Linked DNA regions of Mus musculus: regions 2, 3, 4, 5, 6 and 7 are each linked to region 1. Evidence: chromatin contacts called from public HiCAR-type, HiChIP or PLAC-seq and promoter capture Hi-C data. All regions are on one chromosome and are shown on one strand. The core of a region is the stretch at or near the end of the contact, and the rest is flanking DNA. Distances in the headings are between cores, read along the strand shown. Region 1 holds the start of Nup214 (nucleoporin 214). Region 2 holds the start of Wdr34 (WD repeat domain 34). Region 3 holds the start of Endog (endonuclease G). Region 4 holds the start of Kyat1 (kynurenine aminotransferase 1). Region 5 holds the start of 1700084E18Rik (RIKEN cDNA 1700084E18 gene). Region 6 holds the start of Nup188 (nucleoporin 188). Region 7 holds the start of Sh3glb2 (SH3-domain GRB2-like endophilin B2).

Region 1 (3,326 bases), core at 235-2,734:
TGTGTCTGTGTGAGAATTAGAGCTACAGACAATTGTGTGCTGCCCTGTAGGTGTTGGGAATTGGACTCAGGAGCTCTGGAAGAGCAGTACTCTTAATCCCAGTTGAATACGGTGGGTAAAAGTTCACACAAATTTCCCCATGAGGCCACACTGGCCATTCATAAAGAAACAAATCATCTATCTTTTTTGATATTATCATCCTAATAGTCATGACTGTACCACTGGGGCTTGGTGGCTTTTTTTGTGGTGGGCCAGTGTGATGAAGCAACACAAAAGAAACAAAACAAAACAAAACAAAACAAACACAACAGACAAACCCAAAACCCAAACCTCTCCTTTCTGCTTTTGGCAGGAATTAAAATACTGCTATTAGCCCTGTGGTTCTAAATTCTCTACCCGAACATATCTGAGGAACATGAAGCTTGCCCATTACCGGGCTCAGCACATGTGCTGACTCAAGGAAGAGCCACTGTTTCTAAGCATGATATGGAGCACTCGACCCATGTGCATTTTAGCGACTCACCGGTCACACAAATGGCTAACACCTTCCTGCAACTCACTCATTTCCAACTGTCTACGGTCCCCTGCCTTTCCATTCTGTCAGAGTATATAAGCCAACTATTAACACAGTATCCAGAAGTTGTAGCATGGGGATCACTTAGGGTTCGCTTGCTTTTCCTTTAGTCTCATGAGTTCAAGCTGATTTCCAGTGCCAAACTTGACTTCCTGTTCCTACTAACTAGGGGTTTTGAAGGCAGATAGTGTTTCTTGGCTCCACTTTAGGTAGTTTGGACCACCCTCAAGTATAGAGAGCTAATAAGAACTGAGCGTCTAAGCCAACTGTGGTAATGCACACCAATAATCCCACCACTTGGGAGGTGGAGGCAGAGACAAGAGCCCAAGACCAGAAGCCACCTTGAGCTACAAGAGACCATGCCTAAATCGTAAGAGAGATGTAAGGCTTTTGCCACGTGACTTTGGATCATTTGCTTTCAAGGCTTCAATGCGCTCCTCTTTCTAAGCTGGTCGTAAGGGCTGCAGCGACGGTGGCGACAGTACGTCTCACTCAATAAACAAGAATCGCTGTCACCAGTAAGGCGACCAGCCCATCAGAGTACCTGGGGTAACTCAGAAGGCGTGGACAAACCCACGCAAGGACAGGTACCTGCACTTGCAGGGAACTCAGGCCCGCGACACGCAGAGCTGCGGACGCTCTGTGGGGCGAGCGATCGCGACCCTGCGAACTGCAGGAGCAGCCGGCAGAGGCGAGGCTCCAAGGCAACTCCAGGACTACGCAGGCGGGGAGGCCCCGGCCAGGCTCTAACCTTCATCTCCCGCTCAGGGATCATGGCATCCATCTCGTCTCCCATCGTGCCGCCTTCAGGGTGTTCAAGTAGCTGCTGCTGGCGCTGCCGCTGCCACCCGCGGCCTTTCAAACACAGCTCAGGCCGCTCAGGCCTCAACTTCCTTCCCTCAGCGCCCGCGGCGCGTGGTAGATGCGCGTTTCCGGCGCGCGTGACTGACGTCACCCAGGCCGGTTTTTAGTGTGCTCGGAGGCAGTCGAGGGCTGCTCGGAAGTCGCGCGCTTGCCAATCCACAAGGCCCCATTGGCCGGTTCCGCGCAGTGGGTGTGGCCATGAGGCGCGGGCCGGAGTCCGCCTTCCTTTGGATGCTGCGTGCGCAGCCTCGCTATTTAATTTTCTTCCTTAGAGAGAGGCACGCTCGGCCTTCCTGAGACTCTCGATGCTTCCCGGTAGCACTTACCTGCAGGGCTCTTAGAAGCTTCCGACTTAGAGAAGTTAGGAACTTTTTTGCTGGGAAGAGCGGACAGAGAGGTTCGGTTAGCGGGTGGACTGCACTGTGTGCCGGTGCAGAACCCTTTTAAAAACGGAGAGGAAAAGGGACAAAAGATCGGTTTTGTTTACTGTTTTCAAGGCAATCGTTTCAGATCATAAGCCATATCCACTTCACATCGCAAATGGTGCGCGGCTATCATCTCAGCTTTTGGGGATTAGAGGGTCAGGAATTCAAGGTCTTCCTAGGCTACATAGCAATCTCTAGATATCCTGAGTTACATGGGACCCTGTCTGGAAAAAAATATGTAATAAGAGAATTCCACACAAAGCAGTTAAATTATCCAATAGCTTTCAGCCAGGAAGGGTTAAGATTCAGATCTGCGTATACTGACTGATGTTGAAGACATTTCTGGAGTAGAATTATAAAAGAGGTTCCTAACTTGGAGCTGGTGGGTCAGCTCCAGAGGGCACATTCTGTCAGATGCAGTCTCTCAACAAGTTGCATGTGTGCAAGCCTCTATTCATTGTAAAATGCTAACAGTAGACCTGGGTCTTGGGCTTAATCAGATGACGTCAACTGTCTGTCTGGGACATGGGAGACCCAGGACACACTCATTTACTTGGTACCTGTTGTCAGCTAGCTCTTCTGAATTTACTGAGCCCAGAGCTGTCCCCAAGAAACACAAAGACACTGATAAATTGCTCTAGTTTATTTCAGTCTGCAGGAGACCACATCCCATCCATACATACACACATGCACACAATAATGGCACTCACCCAAATCTACCTTACAAACATCTTTTGAGTCACAGGGCAAAGCCATACTTGGCAATCCCCAAACTGCTGGTTACACCAGTTACATTTGGTCTTTTTCAGAAATAAGGCAGCCGATGTCCCAAGAAAGCTAAGCCCTTAACTAGAGAGGTTAAAAACCCTGGAACCAACAGACACAACTTGAAATATATGCCAACTCCTCCATTAAAGGGTCATTCTTAAGTCTTCCCATAGATTGATCTTCAGACCACTGCCTCTTTCTGTGCTCTGCAGAGGTCAGTGGCACACTCCTTTATGGAGGTGGTGTGTAAGCTCATGAGTTGTGGACCCACTGAGCCGGCTGATTCTTCCTTCCTCTGTCACATAGAATAGGGACCCAATGCAGTCCAAGGTCCCAGCCCGCTCAGAGAAGGAAGGCAGGAGGAAATGGGGGCAGAGATGCTAATCTTAAAAGAAAAATAAGTCAAAGGATGGGGTGAGGGTAGACAGGATTTTATATTTATAGGGAGGAATGCTGGGGTTTAAACTTCAACTAGACTGTGCATTTGAAGCAGCTCCTAGGGCTGAAAATCAGCCAGTCATAGCGAAATGATCTCTCTCCTGAACTGAACTGGTTGAGACCAGAGGACGAACTGGAGCTAACCATTCCATGCCCTGTTTGCTTCACTCTCTCTCTCTCTCACTGCTGTGGGAACAGCACCCTGGGTATTGGACTGTGGAACAAGAGCCACAGGAAAAGCACATTAGCTCAACGCT
Region 2 (3,326 bases), core at 354-2,853, 1.9 Mb after region 1:
AGGACTTTCACAGCTTTGGGCTTTTTAAGTGTGATTAAAAAAATTATATCTTATTATTTTTATGTTTATGGATGTTTTGCCTGCATGTGTGACTGCACGTCAAGTGCATGTCTAGGGCTTTCAGAGGCCGGAAAGAGTGTCAAATCTCCCTGGAACTGGACTTGCAGACAGTTATTAGCTGCCACGAGGGTCCTGGGAAGTGAACCTGAGTGTCTTGGAAAAGCAAGCAGCCAGTGTTCTTAATCTTTGAGCTCTGAGTATGATTTTTGGAATCCTTGGTGATGTTTGCAAAGCAGTCCTTGTTAGGAAGACTTTTCTATGGCTTTTTATTATCCCTCCCAGTGCTGCTAATCTAATCGGCCTTCCTGGCCTTGGCTGCTCTGCTGAGGGGCATCCTGTCCCTGGGTGGTGCACTGAGAACAGGACCACGGCAGGCTTCCTAGTCTCAGAAAAGAGGAAATAGACCCAGAGGCCTAAACTAGCAGATGGTTGTCTAGAGGCTCCAGGCTTGGTTTGGGGGATCAGGCAAGCCACCTGTAAGATCTTACTGGGTGACTTTGGACGATTCCATATCTGACTGTAAGAGGCACAGGAGTAATAACAATTGAGCTATAGGGGTAGTTCATTGGTAGAACATAGGAGCTGGCATGCAGAAAGCCCGGGGTTCAACCCCAGCACTTCAAAAAGCAAACCAGCTAACTAACAAGCAAGCACACGGAAGGCTAAGGATTTAATAAGATAAACACTCATTTCTAAGCCTCTGCCGGCAGTGGTGGCGCACGCGTTTAATTAATCCCAGCACTCGGGAGGCAGAGGCAGGCGGATTTCTGAGTTCAAGGCCAGCCTGATCTACAAAGTGAGTTCCAGGACAGCCAGGGCTATACCGACAAACCCTGTCTCGAAAAACAAAAGAAACAAACAAAAAAACCCAAACAAACATAAGCCTTTGGGTGCTTGGCTTGACACACTATAGGCACGCACTAACTTGTAGTTAACATTTCGTGTGTGTTGAGGACTGAACCTGGGGCCATCTATCATTGAGATCAACTTCTCCTGTGGTTAGTCTCGAATTTTAATTTAACAAGCATTTTATTTTATTGTTTATGTAAATTTATTATTAGGCCTCCCATCCATTCAATCCCACGTTCGATCTGTGTATGATCTATTTCATTCCATTCATTGGAAATGATGCCAACTCAAATGGCGCAAAGTACAGTTCTGGAGTAGTCGGCTGCTTCCAGCCCGGCCGGTTCTCCGGACCAGCATGGCCCACTAGGCCTGCGGCGGTCCTGCCTCTGCGCCCGGCCGCTCAGCGCCATCTTTGAACCTGGAGCCCACGCCTCACTTCCGCTCTTTTCCTTATACCACGAAGAGCTGTTCCGGACCCCCAAATGGCCTCTGGGCATAGGGCAATCCCAAATCGCTGCGGTTTTGTTGTATTGGCTGATAAACATTTTCATTATTTTTCTTCTGGGCCTTAAAGACGATGCTGTAACCAGTTCAAAAACGGCGCCCACAGCTTCACTTCCTCTCGTCGGACTTCCGTTTGTGGGGGGCGAACCCGCTAAGGTCACGTTCCAGGGCGCAGGCGCGAGAGGGCGGGACCGTCGCCATGGCAATGTGCGCGTCGCCCAGGCCTTTTCGGCGCGTTGGAAGCGCTGGAGCTGCTGCCCTGGCTGCTGGCGGGGCTGGCGGCGCCGAACGGCGAGGGCGGCCTGCGCCTCTTCAGGATGAGACCCTGGGCGTGGCGTCCGTGCCCTCGCAGTGGAGGAGCGTCCAGGGGATCCGCGGGGAGACGGTGAGGGCGCGGGCCCGCTATGGCAGCGCGGGCGGGAAGGCCTGGCGCAGCGTTGTGTTTTCACGGCTTTTTTGTTTTTGTTTTTTCGAGACAGGGTTTCTCTGAGTATCCATCCCTAGCTGTCCTGGAACTCAGAGATCCGCCTGCCTCTGCCTCCCAAGTGCTGGGACGAAAGGCGTGCGCCACCACTGGTCCGCGTGTTTTCATGTTTTAATGAAAAAACTCACAGATGCTTTCGCGTTAGCCTTTTTTTCGGTCTCTGAGGAGAAAGAAACCAACCAACGAAAACAAACAACAACAAAAGCAAACCAGGACAACAGAACTCTTAGGGGTCCCATGCTGTCGTTAAATGACATGTAGTTAATTTACATGGTGGATCGTGCACGTGTCACAGCGCCTGTGGAGGTCAGAGGAGAACTTTACACAAGGTTGTTATTTCTTTGCACCACGAGGGGCCTGGGAATCCAACTCAGGGTGTCATGCTTGGCTAAGTGCCCTTACCAGCTGAGCCATTTTTGGAAGTTTTTTTTTTTTTTTTTTTTTTTGTGAATAGCAGTTTTTAGGCATTTCAACTTGACATTATTGGTGTTTGAAATGGTCAGATACCTTGAGGGCTAGCTTGAACGGTTTTCTATGTTCCTTTGTTGTTGTTCTTTTGTTTGTTTGTTTGCTTTTGTTTTTGTGAGACATGAGTTTCACTGTGTGCCCTGGATGTCTTGAAACTTGCTCTGGAAACTAGGCTGGCCTTGAACTCAGAGATTGCTGGAATTAAAGGCCTCTCTCACCACTGCCCTGCTATGGTTTTCTAGTGTAACCCAAAAACATACAAATAATGAGATAACGGAGGCCTGATGCTGACCAACTGGTGTGTTAGGGATTCATCAGCAGGGAACCTGGAGATAGCTGCTTTCCCGGTGGTTGCAAGGATTACAGTAAGCCATGTATGTAGACAATGTACTGTAATGCCACATCGGTGTGTCATGTTACCGACAGAGCAGGGCTGAGGAACTGTTGGAAAAATGGATGTTGAGTGGCATTTGAGAAGACCAGATCAAGCGTGAGCACTGGCCGACTCTGGAGCTGGGGTCAGCACATTTGTTTGAGGTGTTGGAAGGGGCTGGAGAATCCTTGAGGAAAAGGGAGAGTGGTCCCAGGTTAGGCCAAAATGGGTAAGTAGAGACAGGTCAAGTAAAGTCTTGAAGAACTCACAAACGAAGACTGCTGTTGACCAGTCTGCCTCCAACCCAAGCCCCAGTGGTGCCTGCAGTCTTGTCTTGAGCCTTGTGGGCCTATGGTCTTATGCCCTGATCTGCTCTGTGTTCCAGGCCCTTCTCCGTGCCCTGGGACGTGGAAGCCCTTGCCGTGGAAAGCAAGAAGCGTGACCATGTTAGAGTACACTGTGTCCTTGCAGCAAGCCCGTGATTTGTGTCCTGGCCTAGCAGGGTGCTCTAAACAGCTCTTGCTTGCTGAGGAGATAGAGTTTGGAAGACTCCTGACTGAAATCATTAGTTCAGTCAAACTTCTTTTT
Region 3 (3,326 bases), core at 296-2,795, 1.8 Mb after region 1:
CCAGGCACCTGAGGGCACAGCAGAGTTCTAGGCCACCCAAAGGTCTCTGGCTACAGTGACACAGAAAGCCCAAGGTTGGAGAACAGGAGTCGGAGGCCCCGTCAGCTACAGGCTTACCTGGGCAGGAAAAGCGGCCCCGTGCAGACATAGACATTTTGGTAAGTTCGCGTCAAGCTGCGGCTGTACCTCTCAAGGTTGTTCCAGGCATTCTGGTTGAGGTGTGGCACCTGGTGGGAGAAGCGAGGCTCAGGAGCACACCTCGGACCTTCCATTAGGCATGCCCCAGCTCTTAATGTCAATGCCCAAACATTTGAAGGACAAGGGCTCAAAGAAGGGCTCCCTCCTTACGGCTCTGTGACTACAGTTTTTGAGCCAGTGCTAGCCACACTCCATTCCTGGCACTCCAATGCTCTAAGCTTTCCCCATCTCAAGGGAAGGAGGAAGGAGGGGACATTAGTCATTCAGAGACCCCCAAGGTCTCTTGGAACTCCCAAACCTTAGGTCAAGCTCTAAAGGCACGGGGACTGGACAGTGCTGGTGTGCACCTTTAATCCCAGCACTCAGGAGGCAGAGGCAGGCAGATCTCTTGAGTTCCTGGGCAGCCTGGAAAATCGAGCAACAAAAGGTGTGGGGTGGGATATGGTCTCCTGTCCATCTCCATCCACTGGGTGGATGTCCCAGGAACCTACTTCACAATCAAGACCCTGCTGGGAGCAGGTGCAGTGCTAACAGTGTGCCCTGGAGGCCTGACTGGCCCTAGGCCAGCAGGGTAGACTGAGGAGTCAAGCTCCCGGGTTCCCTGAGGAAGCACACTGGGTGGCTTGCTGACAGGCATTGCTGCAGCCCGTCACTACTTGGTGCACTGCTTCCCACGGGAGGCTGAAGAAGGATAAACCCCGGATTCTGCAGTGCCACTGTAAGATTCCTCCCTCCCGCCACGGTGCACGTGTAAAGTAAGATCTAGACGCTGCAGTCGGGCGGGCGACCAGGGTCCGAGACTACCTGAGGCGCTACGTTGCTCAGGTAGAAGGTGTCGTCCATGGCCCGCTGACTCCAGCGGTGGTTGGCGGCGGCGGCCAAATGGCCGCGGTCAAAGCCACTGCCGCGGTAGTCCGCATTGGTGGCGCGGTGGTACGCGTGCACAGAGTCATCCTCGCGGAAGTCGCAGGCGCTACGGTCCCCGTCGCCACGGAGCCGCTCTGGCCTCAGCTGCTCCAACACCCAGAGCGCACCGCGCGTGCGCGGGTCGTAGCTAAGCACGTAGGACTCGCGGCTCCGGAGCTGCGCCACGCCGGGCAGCCCGTACTTGGCCAGTTCCCCGGTGCCGCCCGCCGGTCCCCCCGGCAGCGCGGGAAGATCGGCCGCGACCACCGGCAACAATGGCACTCGGCCCAGCAGCCCCGGCGCTTTGCCCTCCCGCCGCCGCCAATGCTCTGCCGCGGCGCCCAGCCCCGCGCCCAGCGCTAGGGTCAGGCCGGCCCGCAGCGCGCGCATGCCTACCGGAGGACAAGGACGCTACTGATGTTAGCACAGAGTGAAGGAGCCTGTGCTGGCGTGGCCCCCGACGCCCTTCAGCTGCCCTTTTAAGACGTAGCTGGGTCCTGGTGCCGCCCTACTCGCTTGCCATTGGTCGTTCCACGTCGGGCTCCGCCTCGCCATGTACACCTCACATGGCCCTGCTTTTAAACAGGACAGAACCCCAGATCTGTCAGACCCCTCAGGTGCACCCACCCTCCTGCCACCAAACGAGCGAAGGATTTCTCTAGATTGATTAACAGAAGAATGCAGGTGTAGCTATTGATAGCCGCCTGGAACCTAAGCTTGCTATATAAGGTTAGAGAAAATAGCTATGCTAGGGTCATACTTTTCAACCCACTTAAAGGGTTTGGCCTGGGAAGTATGTTGTGTTGGCCAATGTTTCCTGTCCGTAGGTCAGGGGCTGGCTAAAGATATTTCCTACATTTCAGATGGAATAGTATTTAACTTATGAATATTTTAAGACATCAACTTCCTTACAACCTATTAAGACGGAGGAAGACCGATACATAAAAACTGAAGAAAATAGGGCTGAGAGTGTACAGTCAGAGCCACACTCATTAGCATGGGACAAAACCAATTATACATTAAAAGATAATTGGGGGATGGCTGGGGGGATGGCTGAGGGGTTAAGAGCTCTTCCAGAGGTCCTGAGTTCAGTTCCTAGCAACCACGTGATGGTTCACAACCATCTGTAATGGGATCAGATGCCCTCTTCTGGTGTGTCTGAAGACAGTGTATTCATATCCATAGAATAATTCTTTTTGTAAAAGGATTTATTTATATATTACATATACAATGTTCTGCCTGCACGATACCTGCAGTCCAGAAAAGGGCACCAGACTTCATTATGGATGGTTATGAGCCACCATGTGGTTGCTGGGAATTGAACTCAGGACCTCTGGAAGAATAGCCAGTGCTCTTAACATCTGAACCATCTCTCTAGCCTGAATAATAATTTTTTTTCTTTTAAGATACATTGGGAAATAGGGCATCTGCAGGTGTTGATGGGTAAGAAGGCAATGGAGGGAAATCATACAAATACCGTGTACATGTGTGAACATGTTATGATGAAACTTGGGCTTGTTTGCTTGGTTGGATTTTTTTAGACAGGGTTTCTCTGTGTAGTCCTGGCTGGCCTGGAACTCACTCTGTAGACCAGGCTGGCCTCGAACTCAGAGATCCGCCTCCCTCTGCCTCCTAAGTGCTGGAATTTAAGGTGTATGTCACCACAGACTGTTGAAAAAATGAAAAAAAAAAGACAAAGTTGTAGACTGGAGACATGGTGCAGCAGTTCAGAGCACATGTTGGTCTAGCAATGGACCCAGGTTCAGTTCCCAGCACCTATATGGTGGCTCACAACCATCTGTAACACCAAAGGATTTGTAGGCAAACACCTATATAGACAACATAATTTTGTTTTGTTTTGTTTTTTAAAGATTTATTTATTTATTATATGTAAGTACATTGTAGCTGTCTTCAGACACTCCAGAAGAGGGAGTCAGATCTTGTTACAGATGGTTGTGAGCCACCATGTGGTTGCTGGGATTTGAACTCTGGACCTTCGGAAGAGCAGTCGGGTGCTCTTACCCACCTGAGCCATCTCACCAGCCCCATAATTTTGTTTTTTAAAGAGCATATTCAACTCTTGCAGAGAACCCAAGTTAAGTGACAGGCAGCTCACAATGTCCTATAGCTTCAGTTCTCGGGACCCATTATATTCTGAACTGTGCAGCCTCTGCAGTTCTAAGGTGAAGGATTCAGCTCAAGTGACCAGAATTTTGCTTGCT
Region 4 (3,326 bases), core at 279-2,778, 1.8 Mb after region 1:
ACTGAGCCACTACTTGTTCATGGTTAAAGAGCCAGAACTGAGGCTGCAGGCTCGCCTGCTCCTCCAGGATCCCACTTCCGGAAGTGTACCTCAGGCAACATCGTCCATGTGGGTACCTTCTCCTCTGGACTACCATGGGGCTGTCCTAACAATGCTCAACCCTCAGCTTCTATTCCTGATGTCTGTCTCCTCTCAGACTGCAGTGCTGAGGAGGCCAAGGACACATTTCCCAACATAAGTCCCAGTCCAAGGCCAACCATAAAGACAGGGCAGGTGAAAGAGCCCAGGGATGGCAAAGAGGTTAGTATATGTATCCCACCTAGGTTCCTCTGCGGTCCCCCCACAAAACCTGCAATCATTTTTGCTTCCTCCCTTGAAGCTCCTTCAAGCAGCAAGTCAAAAACCCAGCCACCTGCCCGGATTCCTGATTCACAGGGCAATCCCAGAAGCCCCCACTCTCTACAAAGGCCACTGAAGTGTAACGAAACTGCTCTGTAGCAGGTGTCCTCAGCAGACGAAAACCACTGGGGAGGTGGTGGGTCACAAACGTCTCTTGGTCTCCTGCCTTGTCCTCTACAGACCCTGGGAGACAAGAAGGTCCAGAGTCAACACCCAAAACCCAAACAAGCTATGGAACTGGGAAAGCAGGGAGTCAAGCCACCCCAGTATCTCCTCACAACACTAGCCTCCAGTCCCTGCTTCCCCTGGACTGCCACAGGGGAACCTAACCTTCACCAACTGTGTGGCCAGGTCACTTCCACTGTCCCAAGCCTCGGAACATACTCTTATCCTCCTTATCCTCCGTCCCCAGCACAAGAAGCAGACCTCCTGCCCTTCCTCCTGCGCTGTCTGCTAGTCTGTGTGCTCCAGAGAGCAGAACAGTCAGCAGGGGTTGAAGGTTTTGCTGCCACCTTTCCAAGGCAGAAGGTCTTTGAAACTTTCAGGTCCTCCATTCTTTCCTTCTCAATTTAGCTTCCAATTTCATTGTCCCCTGGCTTCCCAAGCTGTGTTCCTTCAGCCTGGACGCGTCATTGCTGACCTCCAGCTCTTCCAACCTCACCTCCCTAGATCTGTCACTCCTGCCCAATGCATACATGCGACGGGCTAAACCAATAGGAGAATCGGTCTTTTCCAGCCTGAGATTCCAAAGACCAGGGAATAGTCCCGCAGATCAGAAAGAGGGAGGGGTTCAAGGAAAGAGTTCGGCACCAAGTACTAGGGGAGCCCGGGTGGAACCTCTGGGAAGGTGCACGTGCGCGGAGGGGCGTGGATCTGCAGGGACCGCGGCGGAAACTCGGGTGAGAGGTGCGAGCGGAGGTCGGGCCCGCGTCATTGGATTCAGGGAGGTGACAGCGCGTCCCTTTCCATACTCGACCCACTCACCAAGGCCCGCTGTTCTCGGCCGCCACGCAGGCAGCCCTAGTCCTGGGTCTGGCTACCCACAGCCAGTCGCGCCGTGGGTCTTTGGCTCCTTGTTTTGTTTGTACCGCTTCTTAGGTCTCCGCCCCGGAAGTGATGTCACCGAGCGCAAATGCTTGGGGATCCTAGGCTGTCGCCCAGTCTTTAAAGGGCACACAGAGCTTCGCACTGCTTCTGACAGTTCTCTTGAGCTAAGCTGCATCTGGGCGGAAGTAGCCCATCTAGGGCTCGGCCTCTTTAAAGGAACAGACTTCTGCAACCTTGGGAATACGTTTGGGGTCGCGGGTTATTGGACAGAGCAGCGCTATTGTTTGCTGAAGCAGGTCAGTTCCTGGTTGCCGTGCGGGGTTTCATCTAGATCGTGTGTTGAAGTTAGCTAAGGTTTGCGAGTGCTGTAGCTCTTTGATCCATGTGCTCCTGTTTGTATGTGATGTGTAGCTTCTCTGAAAGAAGGATCTATCCCCTGAGAAAAACTTGCACACGCGGTCTTGGCAGCTCTACACTCAGTCACAGAACCAGTTAGACTAGTTCTCTCTGCACCCACGTCCACTCTCCCAAGGTAGTCCTGGCCAAGAAGATGCAGACTGCGCTAACGGAGAATTGCCTGCAGAGCTAGCGCCAATAGTCTCTGTGGGTCCTTCTGGGTTCTGTCGGTTCCCGGGCTGCACGGCAATTGGATTCATGTACTAATGTGGGACAACTTCCAAGATAACTTAGGTTAAAATAATAATAATAATAATAATAATAATAATAATATTTTTTAAGTTAATGGGACAGAAAGAATAGCCTTCAGTCCTACTGAAGCCTGCTATGGTCAGATGTGCAAAACCCATGTTCTACCAGGCATATCACAGACATGCCACATGACCTGCAGGAAAAATGGGGCTGAAAGAGGCTGAAAGAGAGGGTGAACGAAAGAGAACAGGGCTGTCCCGCGTAGGTGGACTCCAAGGCTTACAGTCCTCCATAGACCTGGAGTATCATCTATGAACAAATGTGACCACAATGGTAGACACCAGGTGGCCCCGCTGGTGGGTTCACCGTTTTATACACACCAGTTCTGTTTACCAATGGGTGAGGCACAGAGTTTGGAAAAGGATTCCCACAGATGTTCACTCCCCTCCCACCCGCAGGAGGGTTTGAAGACACCAGGTCTCTCCCTCTGCTTCCTGGGAGCCTTAGCACTAATTTTTGGATCTCCTGTGTAGTCGACCTAGTAGGGAGCTCAGGGTCTCACAGCCAACAGGACACTGTTTCCACCCTATGTTTCTGTGAGAGCAACAGACAACCTGGCAGTCAGTTCCTGTGCTGAAAACTTTTTTTTTTAAGATTTATTTATTATTATATCTAAGTACACTGTAGCTGTCTTCAGAAGAAGGCATCAGATTGCATTACAGATGGTTGTGAGCCACCATATGGTTGCTGGGATTTGAATTCACGACCTTTGGAAGAGCAGTCAGTGCTCTTAACCGCTGAGCCATCTCTCCAGCCCTGAAAACTTTTTTTTTTAAGATTTATTTTATTTATTTTATGTAGCTGTACAGATGGTTGTGAATCTTCTTGTGGTTGTTGGAATTGAATTTAGGACCTCTGCTCGCTCCAGCCCAAAGATTTATTTATTATTATAAAAAGTACACTGTAGCTGTCTTCAGATGCATCAGAAGGGGGCATCAGATCTCATTATGGGTGGTTGAGCCACCATGTGGTTGCTGGGATTTGAACTCAGGACCTTCGAAAGAGCAGCCAGTGCTCTTACCCGCTGAGCCATTTCACCAGCCCGTGTTGAAAACTTTTGTATAGTACAAGGAACCAGACTGGGTGAAGTTAGAGGGGGAATTCTCCAAGATTGTGACAGAGAAGTGTGTAGCATGCCTGCCCAGCCTCCCTTCAGGTCCTAAGGGGTTAGC
Region 5 (3,326 bases), core at 565-3,064, 1.7 Mb after region 1:
GGCTGGTTCCAGGCAGCAAGCGGGGGTTCTGCCCCATTAGGCTGACCCTCAGAAGCCCATGCCCTCCACAAAGGCCATTCAGATTTGCAAGGAAACTCCATCCTAGCAAATGTGCCTTAGGTATGGAGAACAGGAATGTGAGGCTGACTCCTGGGTGTGGGAGGTATTGTCAATTGCTTCTCTGGTCCCTGCTTTGTACACCATCCCCCAAACAATGTGGAGCTTCAGACCCCAGAAAATCTCCAGGAAGCTGTCCTCCAACACTGCTCACCTGCCCTTGCCTGCCCATGACAGCTGGAGGAGAGCCCGACCTTCATCAAGGAAACAGCAGGATGAACGGCCTAGCCCACTGGCACCACCCCTGAGCCTCTGAATATACCCCCTCTCCTACCCTCAATGGTCAACTTATTCTTCCTGCACTGGCCATTTTCTCTACTTCAGAGGACATAACACAGATGGCAGAGTTAAAGAGACCACTGACACACTTGCAAGGCAGGAAAAGACTTTGTAGCCTCTGGCTACTCATTTCTGTCTCCAAAATTCAGCAGACAAGTGTCCCCATCCTCACAAAGACTCTCTCCCCTCCACACCTCATCCTTAAAGCTGTCCCTGTCCTAGCTAGGGCAGCGTTAGAGGAGGTTGTACAAGAGTGGCTGTCCTAGAACTACCACTATGTCAGCCCAGTTCCCATCAAGAAAAAGCTAATGCTCACTCAATGTGTTCTTTCAAAACAAGACAACAACTGTATCAAGCAGAACCAGCCCATCTTGACTCACTCCAGTCCAGTGCATGGCAGGTTCAAGAACCCTGGTCTCAAACAGAGGTTAGAGGCCCACGTCTCTACCCAGCACTCAGGAACCAGACAGGTGAATCTCCGTGAGCTCGAGGCCAGCCAGCCTGGTTTACAGAGAGAGTTTGAGGACAGTCAAGGCTACATAGTTGAGACCCTATCTCAAAAAACAAGCCCCCACCCCCTGCCACTGTCATCCCGAACTCTGCTGTTCCTTCAGCTTGGGGTCGCCTTTGCTGACCTCCAGCTCACCAACAACCTCCTGTACTTGTCACTCCTGCCCAAGAGATGCACAAAACAGGGACAGAACGAAACAGACTCTCATATCAGGAGTCGGTCGTTCAGGGAGCCCCAGTCTGAGGTCCCAAAAGCCTGTGCTCCCTTCCCCATAGCAGGGGACAGTCCGGGAGATCAGGAAGAGGGAGTGGTCTAAAGAGAAGCCGGCGCCGGGAAGCCCACGGCCAAGAACTGTAAGAGCTGGTGGGGGAGCTGTCAAGAGAACCCCGGGTGGAACCTCTGGGAAGGGGGCGCGTGCGCCAAGGGGCGCGGATCTGCGGGGACCAGCGCGGCAAGTGCGGCCTGAGGACCGCGGCGGAAACTCGGGTGAGAGGCGCGCGGAGAACAGGGTGCCCGGGAGGGGGCTCGCGCGCCGCCGCACGGCCTGGAGGGTGGAGACCGGAGCCGGCGCCCGCGGGAGGCAGGGCGGAGCGAAGCCCAGCGCGGGGCCAGGGTGGCCGGCGCCCCTGGGCAGCGAGAGCCCCGCAGAACTTGAAGGGGCGGAGCGCGCGTCCGAGGAGAGCGTCCCGTGCGGTGACAGCGCGCGTCTCATCCCCCACCCGACCCGCTCACCTGGGCTCTCCGCTCGCAGCCGCCCGCAGGCAGCCCGGGCCCTCCACCTCCCAGTCCGGCCGCCCGCCGCCGCGCTCCTCCAGCGCCTCCTTTTGTTTGTCCCTCACTGCACCACTCTGCCTCCCCCGCCCCGGAAGTGACGTCACGGCCGGACGCACCCGCGGCATCCCGGCCGTCGCCATGTCTGTTAAGGGGAAAGCTTGAGGCGGCTTCACCCTACTCCCGTCCACGTGCCTGCGCCAAGCCACTTCGGGGCGGAAGTAACGGGACAGAACTAAGCCCCCTTAAAGGGACAGGGATCCCTGCAACTTAAGGGATGCGTTACTCTGGCCAGAGCGGCCAAGTGACCCAAGCTGACGCAAGTATCCGCTCACCTCCTTTGTTCGGGTTCCGATCGCCATTGGGCCAGCGTCCTCATACCTTTAGTGCTGCTCGTTAGCTGACTCGCTGCCCAAACTCTTCAGGTGCCCGCAAATGTAACTGCCCTGCTGATGCTGACGCGCGCCTCGACACGTCCGGCTTGCGACGGTTGTCCCTGAAAAGCCGCATAATTCCGAGTTAACTGAATGGCTTCTCCGCCGCCGCTGCAATAAACACAGTTGAACTAAATTTAAAGGTTTCTTGGGCGATTAGTCGCGCCCCGGCGAGTTCACTGTCTCACACTAGGAGATCTTTGAAGTCGTTGGACTGGACTGGGTTAGGAACTTTTTGTAGAAGAGGGGAGAGAGGTAGTGCCGTGCTTGAGAAGGTATTGGAGTTTAGGAATCTGGTAGGTGTGTCCTGAGTCCAGTGGTCACTTTGAAACTAAGTATCTGCTTTATCCAGTATTTTGCTCCGACTTTTGTAAGCAAGGGCTTCTGGTGGGGATCTCTTTGTCCGGTTCCCCGGCTTCTGGCTGGAGATAGAGGATTGGCAGAGGGTGTGAGGGGAATTCTCTATCGGGAAACCTCCAGCCTAACGTTAGCAGCGAATTTTGAGCTGAGCTGAGGATAAAACCACATCTTCAGAACCAAGCCTCCAGACGCTAGCTGTGTGTGTGTGTTAATCTTCCCGGGTCCTCATAATTCCCAGGCTAACTGTAGTAATCCTTAGGTTGGGAAATTGTTCAGCTATTAAAACAAAGTGTTTCATGTACTCCAGTATGGGACGAGTTCCAGTAGCTTACGTGAAAGAAGAAAGGCAGGGAGCACAGCAATGAGTTTTTGTGGAGTTGGGTATCAGTGGTGTGTGCACCAGCTGACTAATATACACAGGCTGTACAGATGACCCTTCCCTCACTGAATGATCTCCGCCCCCTTTTACAGTGACAGGACCTCTGGAAGAGCAGTCAGTGCTCTTAGCTGCTGAGCCATCTCTCCAGCCCAGCCCCTTAACCTTAAATTTATATAAAGAGAAAGGGGGATATAAGTATATTTATCCACATACTAAGGTATATTTAGTTTCAAACTTTAAAAATAATAATAATTTCAACTTCAAAGATAATGCTTTTTTTTTCTGTTGCCAAAAAGCATTTTGCCCTGGGAAAGATATACCCTGCTAGTCCACAAAAGAATCCAGAGTTAGGGTTGGGGCAGGGTTTTGTTTTTATCTTCCCAGGAGAAGAAAAACATACAACAGAGAAATTCAGATACCACTGGACAAGAGAAACAGGATGGATCATCAAGAAAAGATATCCTGCCTGGCGTGG
Region 6 (3,326 bases), core at 231-2,730, 1.7 Mb after region 1:
CCACAGGTTGTGACTCAATACTAGAGGGCTTGCCTAGCATTCCTGAGGCCCTGGGTTTGACCCCTAGGACCTCAAAACAAAAGTAAAATGAAAACCCTAGAGTCAGTTAAAGTCCTCCCTCAACGATGGGTTTGCTAAGTTCCACAGAAAGCTCAAAGCCTGCTGGCAAGCCAAAACTTTCCTTTCCTTTTGAAAAAATTCATTTTTTTACAGTTTTCATACAAGTATTTATCCATAGCTGTGGATACAAGGTCTGGCATGAAACAAACCGGCCCTTGCAAGGACCACACTTTATCCACAGGAAACTCCAAAGAAAATGTTACCCCTGGAAGGTGAAGAGGCTAATGGAGAGAAAGATCAGCAATGTGTGTGATAATTACATGTCTGTCTGGGCGTTTCAGGTTTCCACAGGAAACAAGACCAAATAAAACTGGCAGAGTCAATTCCAGGTGACTGACAGGGAATGTTTACATTTAAGGGGAGGAAGGGCAGTGAAGACCCTTTCTGATCTATAATGTGGATACATACAGAGGTCTGGTTAAGGCTTTAGAGCCTTCCATCTGAAGGCTCACGGGGATTATCTCGAGGGCTGACAAGGGGGGACTGCCTATGTATGAACTGGACTTCTGAGTCCTGTGGAACAGGAGGCGCCTCTCCTAGTCGTGAGAAATGAATGAGGTAAGGCCTGCACGGCACTTTCCCAGGGTCTGGCGCTAGTAAGCGCTCTTTAAAGGCAAGCAGGGCTCGAAATTCATGTCTGTAATTTCCGCACCAAGAAGGCAAAGGCAAGACAACAAGGAGTTCAAGGCCTGCCCGAGAGGCAAGAGACCTTACCTCAAAAAAGAAACAAACAAACAAACAAACAAACAAAAGCACTCTTTTAAGTGAGAACTGTATATTTGTTTCGGGGTAATTCATCTTGTGTCCGAAGCCTGGCACAAAACCCGGAATCGCATGGAAGATGAAGGCATGCCTGCTGATTGCATCAATATCGGCATTAGCCAAAAATAAAAGAAGGCGGGAACTAAGGATGCCCGCGGGAAGAAATCGCGGCGTGGGCAAGGCACACCCGAGGGGGAGCAGGGCGCAGGGACAGCAAGGAAGGGATCGCAGTGGGGTGGGTCTTCCAGGCGACCCCGAAATGTCCCGCAGTGCCTACAGGCAACGTGGTGGAGCAAGCGTGGGTGTATGGGGACTACCGGAGGCTCAGGGACCACGGAGAGAGAAGGGAGAGCGGCAGGCCCGCTCCAAAAGTGTCCTCAGCCCCGCGAGCGGGAACGGTTTGGACCTAACCGCCTCCCCGGCAAGTGTCCGTCCACCCAGCCGGGGCTCGTCTCTGCCACTGCGGCTGAGCCCCGGTCCCAACTCCCGCCCAGCTCCCAGCCCGCGCTTCACGGCCACCCCCTGCCGCGCCCCACTCCGCACCTCACACACGGCCCACCAGCGGCAGCCGCCATCTTCGCGCGCGCGGCCCAGCCCCGCCCCCATGCGCCGTACCCACGTGACTGGGATCCTCCAGCCTGGGGGCGTGGGCTTCCGCCACGTGATGGTGGGCGTGGTCAAGATGGGGCTGTCAAGATGGCGCTGCCCTGGTGCGAGGGGAGTCCGCGGTGGAGGCGGTGGAGACTGTGAGCGGTGAAGAGGGCAAACATCTGCTACACCGTAGGTTGACAGCGGAGGCGGGTGACTGGGCGCCGGCTCCCAGGCCTCAGAGTGGCCCGTGGTGGAACACCCTTTTGGAAGCTGGAGAAGGTTGCTGGCTGGGTGAAATTGCTGCCCCTCTGCTTGGCGGGTTGAGGGCCCCAGAGGCCAAGGCGTCCCTAGTCACCAAACTTCTTCTCCCAAGAGCGCCAGACCTAGAGACATGACCCGACAGTGCCCTCCCCAGGAGTCTGGGGCTGCGCTGAGCGGGTCGGTGCTGGCGGAGGCTGCAGTGGTGTTCGCCGTGGTGTTGAGCATCCACGCTGCAGTGTGGGACCGATACTCCTGGTGCGCGGTGGCCCTCGCGGTGCAGGCCTTCTACGTCCAGTACAAGTGGGACCGGCTGCTCCAGCAGGGCAATGCCGTTTTCCAGTTCCGGATGTCCGCGAACAGCGGCTTACTGCCGGCCTCCATGGTCATGCCTTTGCTTGGGCTAGTCATGAAGGAGCGCTGCCAGACTGCAGGGAACCCATACTTCGAGCGCTTCGGCATTGTGGTTGCAGCTACTGGCATGGCAGTGGCCCTCTTCTCCTCCGTGTTGGCACTGGGCATTACTCGCCCGGTGCCCACCAATACTTGTGCCATCTCTGGTTTGGCTGGAGGCGTTATCATTTATATTATGAGGCACTCGCTCAGTGTAGGCGAGGTGATCGAGGTCCTGGAAGTCCTGCTAATATTTGTTTATCTCAACATGATCCTGCTGTACCTGCTGCCCCGATGCTTCACTCCTGGGGAGGCACTGCTGGTATTGGGTGGCATTAGCTTCGTCCTTAACCAACTCATCAAGCGCTCTCTGACTGAAAGCCAGGGGGACCCAGTGGACTTCTTCCTGTTGGTGGTGGTGGTAGGGATGGTGCTCATGGGTGTCTTTTTCAGCACCCTCTTTGTCTTCATGGATTCAGGCACCTGGGCCTCTTCCATCTTCTTCCACCTCATGACCTGTGTGCTGGGCCTTGGTGTGGTTCTGCCCTGGCTGCACTGGCTCATTCGTAGGAACCCCCTGCTTTGGCTTCTTCAGTTCCTCTTCTACACTGAAACTCGCATCTACCTCCTTGCCTATTGGTCTTTGCTGGCCTCTGTGGCCTGCCTGGTGGTGCTGTACCAGAATGCTAAGCGGTCGTCTTCTGAGTCCAAGAAGCACAGGGCGCCTACCATTACAAGAAAGTATTTCCACTTCATTGTGGTAGCCACTTATATCCCGGGCATCATCTTTGACCGGCCACTGCTGTATGTGGCCGCCACTGTGTGCCTGGCAGTCTTCATCTTCCTGGAGTATGTGCGCTATTTCCGAATAAAGCCCTTGGGTCACACTCTGCGAAGCCTTCTGTCCCTCTTCCTGGATGAACGAGACAGTGGACCCCTTATCCTAACACACATCTACCTGCTTCTGGGCATGTCTCTTCCTATTTGGCTGATCCCCAGACCCTGTACACAGAAGGACAGCCTGGAAGGAGCAAGAGCCCTGGTCCCCTATGCTGGGGTCTTGGCTGTGGGTGTGGGTGATACTGTGGCCTCCATATTTGGCAGCACCATGGGAGAGATCCGCTGGCCTGGAACTAAGAAAACCTTCGAGGGGACTATGACATCTATATTTGCACAAATCATCTCTGTAGCTCTAATCTTAA
Region 7 (3,326 bases), core at 237-2,736, 1.6 Mb after region 1:
GCCTGCTGCATACATAATTTACAGCTAGGAAGCGACACCTGTGATTCCAACAGGAAGATGGAGAAGCCGTGCCCGTCTTCAACTGTGTATTAAGTTTGAGAGCAGCCTGGGCTGCAGGAGAGAGACCTTGCAGCAAAGACCAAACCCAAAACCAAAAAAACCCAAACCAATAAACAACAACAACAAAGCAGGCAAAAGTGCATCGGAGGTCAAGCCCACACACTGTTCTTTCACAGGACCAGAATTTGGTTCCCAGCCTCCGTGTGAGGCTTCTCAAAGCTGCCTTTAATTGCAGCTCTGCCAGATCTGACCCCCTCCTCTGGTCTCTGTAAACATGTGGTGTGTGTTCACATACACACAAATAAAAACAGAAATAAATCTGAAAAGGAGGGAGGGGCTGGAGAGATGGCTTAGCAGTCAAGGGCACTGGCTGCTCTTTCAGAGGTCCTGGGTTCTGTTCCCAGCTCTCAGATGGTGGCTCACAGCCATCTGTAATGTCAGTCCCAGGGGATCCAACACCTTCTTCCGGTGTCTGAGGGCACTACACACATAGAATCCATAGTACATGCAAGCAAAACACCCTTACACATAAACACATTTTAAAAATTAACAAACAAAATAAAAGGAGGCCGGAGAGATGGCTCAGCGAGTCATGGAGCTTGCCCCGAGTTTGATCTTCAGGACTACAGAACTCATATACAAGAAGAAGAGGGGACTCTAGAAAGTTGTTCTCTGATCTCCACATCCATGCTACAGCTTTCTGTGTCCCCTGTCTCACATGCATGTGCTCTCACACGCAAACACACACTCATAATAAAACATAAAATAACATTTAAAAGCAAAAACAGGTTTGGGAAGACAGCTCCATGGTTAAAGAACTTAACTGTACAGCCTTGAGAACCTAAATAAATTAAGTCATGTAAATTCCAGAAGCATGGGCCGCGGGCTCCCATGGCCAGTGTGATGCGAGTATCCCTGCAATGTCATGGTCACGGCGACACCCTGTGCTCATGCACACGCAAGCGAACACACAGACACAAACACAAATATACAGCCACACACAGAGGGGGAAAAAATGAAAACAGGAAAGCAAACAAAAACAAAAACGGGTAGATGTGGTGCACACTTTTAATCCCAGCAGAAGTTTCTGTGAATTGGATGCCAGCCTGGTCTACATTTGGCGTTCTAGGCCAGGAGGGGCCTGGAGAGACCCTGTTTTAAACGAATATATTCCCAACTATTTAAAAAAAAAAAACTAAAATTTGCATAATGAATTACCAAAATAATCAATAGTATAGTGTTACAGTGCATCCGCAGAGACCTCCAGGGTGCACGGAAACCGGTTTAGTAAAACGTTGATTAGAGCGAACAGCCCGCTGGTGGGGCCCGCGGCCGGCAGGGGCAGCAGCGCTCCCCAAAGCCCCGCCCCGCGCGCCTGGCCCCGCCCCGCGCTCGGCTCGGCTCGGCCGCGGACGCGCGCGCGCAGAGGGCGGGCGCAGGCAGCAGGTGGGCGGGGTGCGGCGGGGTGCGTGAGGCGGGGCGGGGGGCTGCCGGCTGCTCTGGGGCCGGCGTGGCGGCCCTGCGTACGGGCGCGCCATGGACTTCAACATGAAGAAGCTGGCGTCGGACGCGGGCATCTTCTTCACTCGGGCGGTGCAGGTGAGGCCTGGCACGACGCCGCTCATGGGGCCCGGATGTGGAGCGCGCCCCGGGCGGGCGGGCAGGCTCTCTGCAGCAGGAGCCCCTTTCCTGCAGCAGCGGCTGTGCGCTCTGGGTACAGCTAGGGCCCCTGTTCTCTTGTCCCCGAGCTGCTCAGGGGAGCTCCCAGCGAGGTCAGCTGCACCCCACTATGGCCCGGAACCCATGGGGGCCTGGGCTCCGGTGCCTGGGCGCCTGGCAGTGCCCGTTTACACTGACAAGTTTGCCCACTGCCCTGGTGCCTGCACAGCCCGGGAGGTGGATGCCCACTGGGTGGTTCAGGCCTCTCTGCACTAGTCTGCCTTCCTCCCCTCCCCCGCCCCAGGCCAGGCTGGCAGGTTGAGGGCCACACAAAAATACCCCAATCTCTTTTGCGAGCCTCAGTCTCCATACCCGTGCAATGGGCAGGTTGGTGCTAATGGTTGCATCCAGTCCCTTTCACACGCTTGGGGAGTCAGGCCGGAAGCCAGGAGTTATTTCCTTTCTGCTCTGCGGGAGGCTTGTTTCCTTTTACTTCCCAGGCCTAAAGGATGTCAGAAGGCTAGGATCTGGCAGGCTCTTTGGGTTCTGTCCAGGCCGGTAATGCTGATATTGGAACAAGTCCTAAACATTTGGTAGAAGAAAGAGAAACTGAGGCGAATTCATGTCTCAGCAAAAGGCTGGAGTCAGGATATGGATGGTAATGCTCCTCATGACCTTGGGGGACAGGAGAGCTTTACTTCAGGGCCTCTGTTTCTCGCTCTGAGAAATGGGGTGAGTGGCCCTCTTTCCTGGGTTGGCTGCAAGTGCAGTTGCTGAGGCTAAGTGCACCTGTGCATCCTGCAGTGACCTTGGACAAGCCATCTGAGCCTCACTCTGCCTTCTGTAAAGCAGGTATGAGGCTCAGCTGGGAGGCCCTGTCTGCTCCAAGGCCGGGGGTGGGGTTCCTGAGGTTTCTGTACCCCTGGTCTAACCCATCTCAGTACCCCAGGAATAAGTTCTGTATGCTGCCCTTGTTGACCTGCTAGGCGCAGCCTCCTCCTCTCCCCCTCAGAGGCCCATGTGGTCGTGTTTACTAGAAAGCACAGGTCTCCCCTGAGGCTGAGTGTCCCAGTGCGGATTGCCACTCCCTGTCCAAGCTTGGTGGGCAACCCCAGCACTAGAGAGAATACGAGGGCCTCTGAGCCTCCTCTGTCTCTTGCATGAGGGGGAAAGCCTGTCCCAGGGTTGGCATGGCAACCACACTATCTCACACATCTGGGAAGAACCTGATCTGCAGCTTTCCTGTCACTGCTGGGTCTTGCCATCTGACCTGGCCAGGCCCACAGAGAGGACTCGGAGGTAGTGGTGGCATACAGCTTCCAGGCCTCACTCTGCCTGATAGGGGCAGGCACACAGGTCACACTGGAGCTGCAGCCAGGGCCCAGGCCCAGGCTGGGGTGGAGGAGGGAGCTGGGAGTGTTATAAATAGAGACTTTCTGTGCTCCACACACCCACCCTCCTGCTGATGCCATTTTGCTGGTAACTGCCTTGGACTGTTTCAGGCACCATCCCCTTCCCCTTTGAAGACAAGGCACTAGGTAGCAGAGGCGGCAGGCACCTGTAGTGTGACCTAGAGACGCGTCTACCATGGGAGGGAGGCATCAGGA

The links. Promoter capture Hi-C pulls out the DNA fragments that hold promoters and counts their contacts. HiCAR-type assays count read pairs that join an accessible place to other places. HiChIP or PLAC-seq counts read pairs in DNA pulled down with a chosen protein or histone mark.
Region 2: an H3K27ac HiChIP or PLAC-seq map of differentiating embryonic stem cells shows a contact between it and region 1, with 9 times the contacts expected there. The contact joins the promoter of Wdr34 here to the promoter of Nup214 in region 1. A contact is called at or near these places in 2 of 39 promoter capture datasets (cranial neural crest and liver) and 2 of 115 datasets of contacts at active chromatin or transcription factors (astrocytes and differentiating embryonic stem cells).
Region 3: a contact with region 1 is called in a promoter capture Hi-C map of neutrophils, with 4 times the contacts expected there. The contact joins the promoter of Endog here to the promoter of Nup214 in region 1. A contact is called at or near these places in 3 of 39 promoter capture datasets (liver, neutrophils and pre-B cells), 1 of 115 datasets of contacts at active chromatin or transcription factors (astrocytes) and 1 of 9 other capture datasets (liver).
Region 4: a promoter capture Hi-C map of pre-B cells shows a contact between it and region 1, with 2.9 times the contacts expected there. The contact joins the promoter of Kyat1 here to the promoter of Nup214 in region 1. A contact is called at or near these places in 2 of 39 promoter capture datasets (neutrophils and pre-B cells) and 1 of 115 datasets of contacts at active chromatin or transcription factors (astrocytes).
Region 5: a contact with region 1 is called in a promoter capture Hi-C map of pre-B cells, with 6 times the contacts expected there. The contact joins the promoter of 1700084E18Rik here to the promoter of Nup214 in region 1. A contact is called at or near these places in 5 of 39 promoter capture datasets (the C10 cell line, liver, neutrophils and 1 more) and 1 of 115 datasets of contacts at active chromatin or transcription factors (astrocytes).
Region 6: a contact with region 1 is called in a HiCAR-type map of astrocytes, with 5 times the contacts expected there. The contact joins the promoter of Nup188 here to the promoter of Nup214 in region 1. A contact is called at or near these places in 2 of 39 promoter capture datasets (liver and pre-B cells), 3 of 115 datasets of contacts at active chromatin or transcription factors (astrocytes, embryonic forebrain and embryonic hindbrain) and 2 of 9 other capture datasets (adipose tissue and pancreatic islet).
Region 7: a promoter capture Hi-C map of liver shows a contact between it and region 1, with 3 times the contacts expected there. The contact joins the promoter of Sh3glb2 here to the promoter of Nup214 in region 1. A contact is called at or near these places in 4 of 39 promoter capture datasets (liver, maxillary cranial neural crest and pre-B cells) and 2 of 115 datasets of contacts at active chromatin or transcription factors (astrocytes and forebrain).

What each region holds. Positions count from the first base shown.
Region 1 is chr2:31,972,608-31,975,933 of GRCm38.p6, reverse strand. It overlaps Nup214 (nucleoporin 214), which reads right to left and starts at 1,484. Exons shown (of 36, transcript NM_172268.2): 1 at 1,326-1,484. The coding sequence starts at 1,370. It overlaps Aif1l (allograft inflammatory factor 1-like), which reads right to left. Exons shown (of 6, transcript NM_145144.1): 6 at 2,492-3,326.
Region 2 is chr2:30,047,156-30,050,481 of GRCm38.p6, reverse strand. Wdr34 (WD repeat domain 34) reads left to right here and starts at 1,603. Exons shown (of 9, transcript NM_001008498.2): 1 at 1,603-1,798. The coding sequence starts at 1,613.
Region 3 is chr2:30,169,743-30,173,068 of GRCm38.p6, reverse strand. It overlaps Endog (endonuclease G), which reads right to left and starts at 1,545. Exons shown (of 3, transcript NM_007931.1): 1 at 1,003-1,545; 2 at 118-227. The coding sequence starts at 1,494. Gm31080 (a long non-coding RNA gene) reads right to left here. Exons shown (of 4, transcript XR_866091.1): 4 at 2,734-2,772.
Region 4 is chr2:30,204,049-30,207,374 of GRCm38.p6, reverse strand. It overlaps Kyat1 (kynurenine aminotransferase 1), which reads left to right and starts at 1,528. Exons shown (of 13, transcript NM_001356474.1): 1 at 1,528-1,742. It overlaps Gm31201 (a long non-coding RNA gene), which reads right to left and starts at 1,526. Exons shown (of 2, transcript XR_374214.4): 1 at 1,384-1,526.
Region 5 is chr2:30,236,119-30,239,444 of GRCm38.p6, reverse strand. 1700084E18Rik (RIKEN cDNA 1700084E18 gene) reads left to right here and starts at 1,814. Exons shown (of 1, transcript NR_028299.1): 1 at 1,814-2,248. It overlaps Lrrc8a (leucine rich repeat containing 8A VRAC subunit A), which reads right to left and starts at 1,676. Exons shown (of 4, transcript NM_177725.4): 1 at 1,640-1,676.
Region 6 is chr2:30,284,570-30,287,895 of GRCm38.p6, reverse strand. It overlaps Nup188 (nucleoporin 188), which reads right to left and starts at 1,480. Exons shown (of 44, transcript NM_198304.3): 1 at 1,426-1,480. The coding sequence starts at 1,457. Dolk (dolichol kinase) reads left to right here and starts at 1,542. Exons shown (of 1, transcript NM_177648.3): 1 at 1,542-3,326. The coding sequence starts at 1,865.
Region 7 is chr2:30,357,476-30,360,801 of GRCm38.p6, reverse strand. It overlaps Sh3glb2 (SH3-domain GRB2-like endophilin B2), which reads left to right and starts at 1,486. Exons shown (of 12, transcript NM_001289709.1): 1 at 1,486-1,659. The coding sequence starts at 1,597.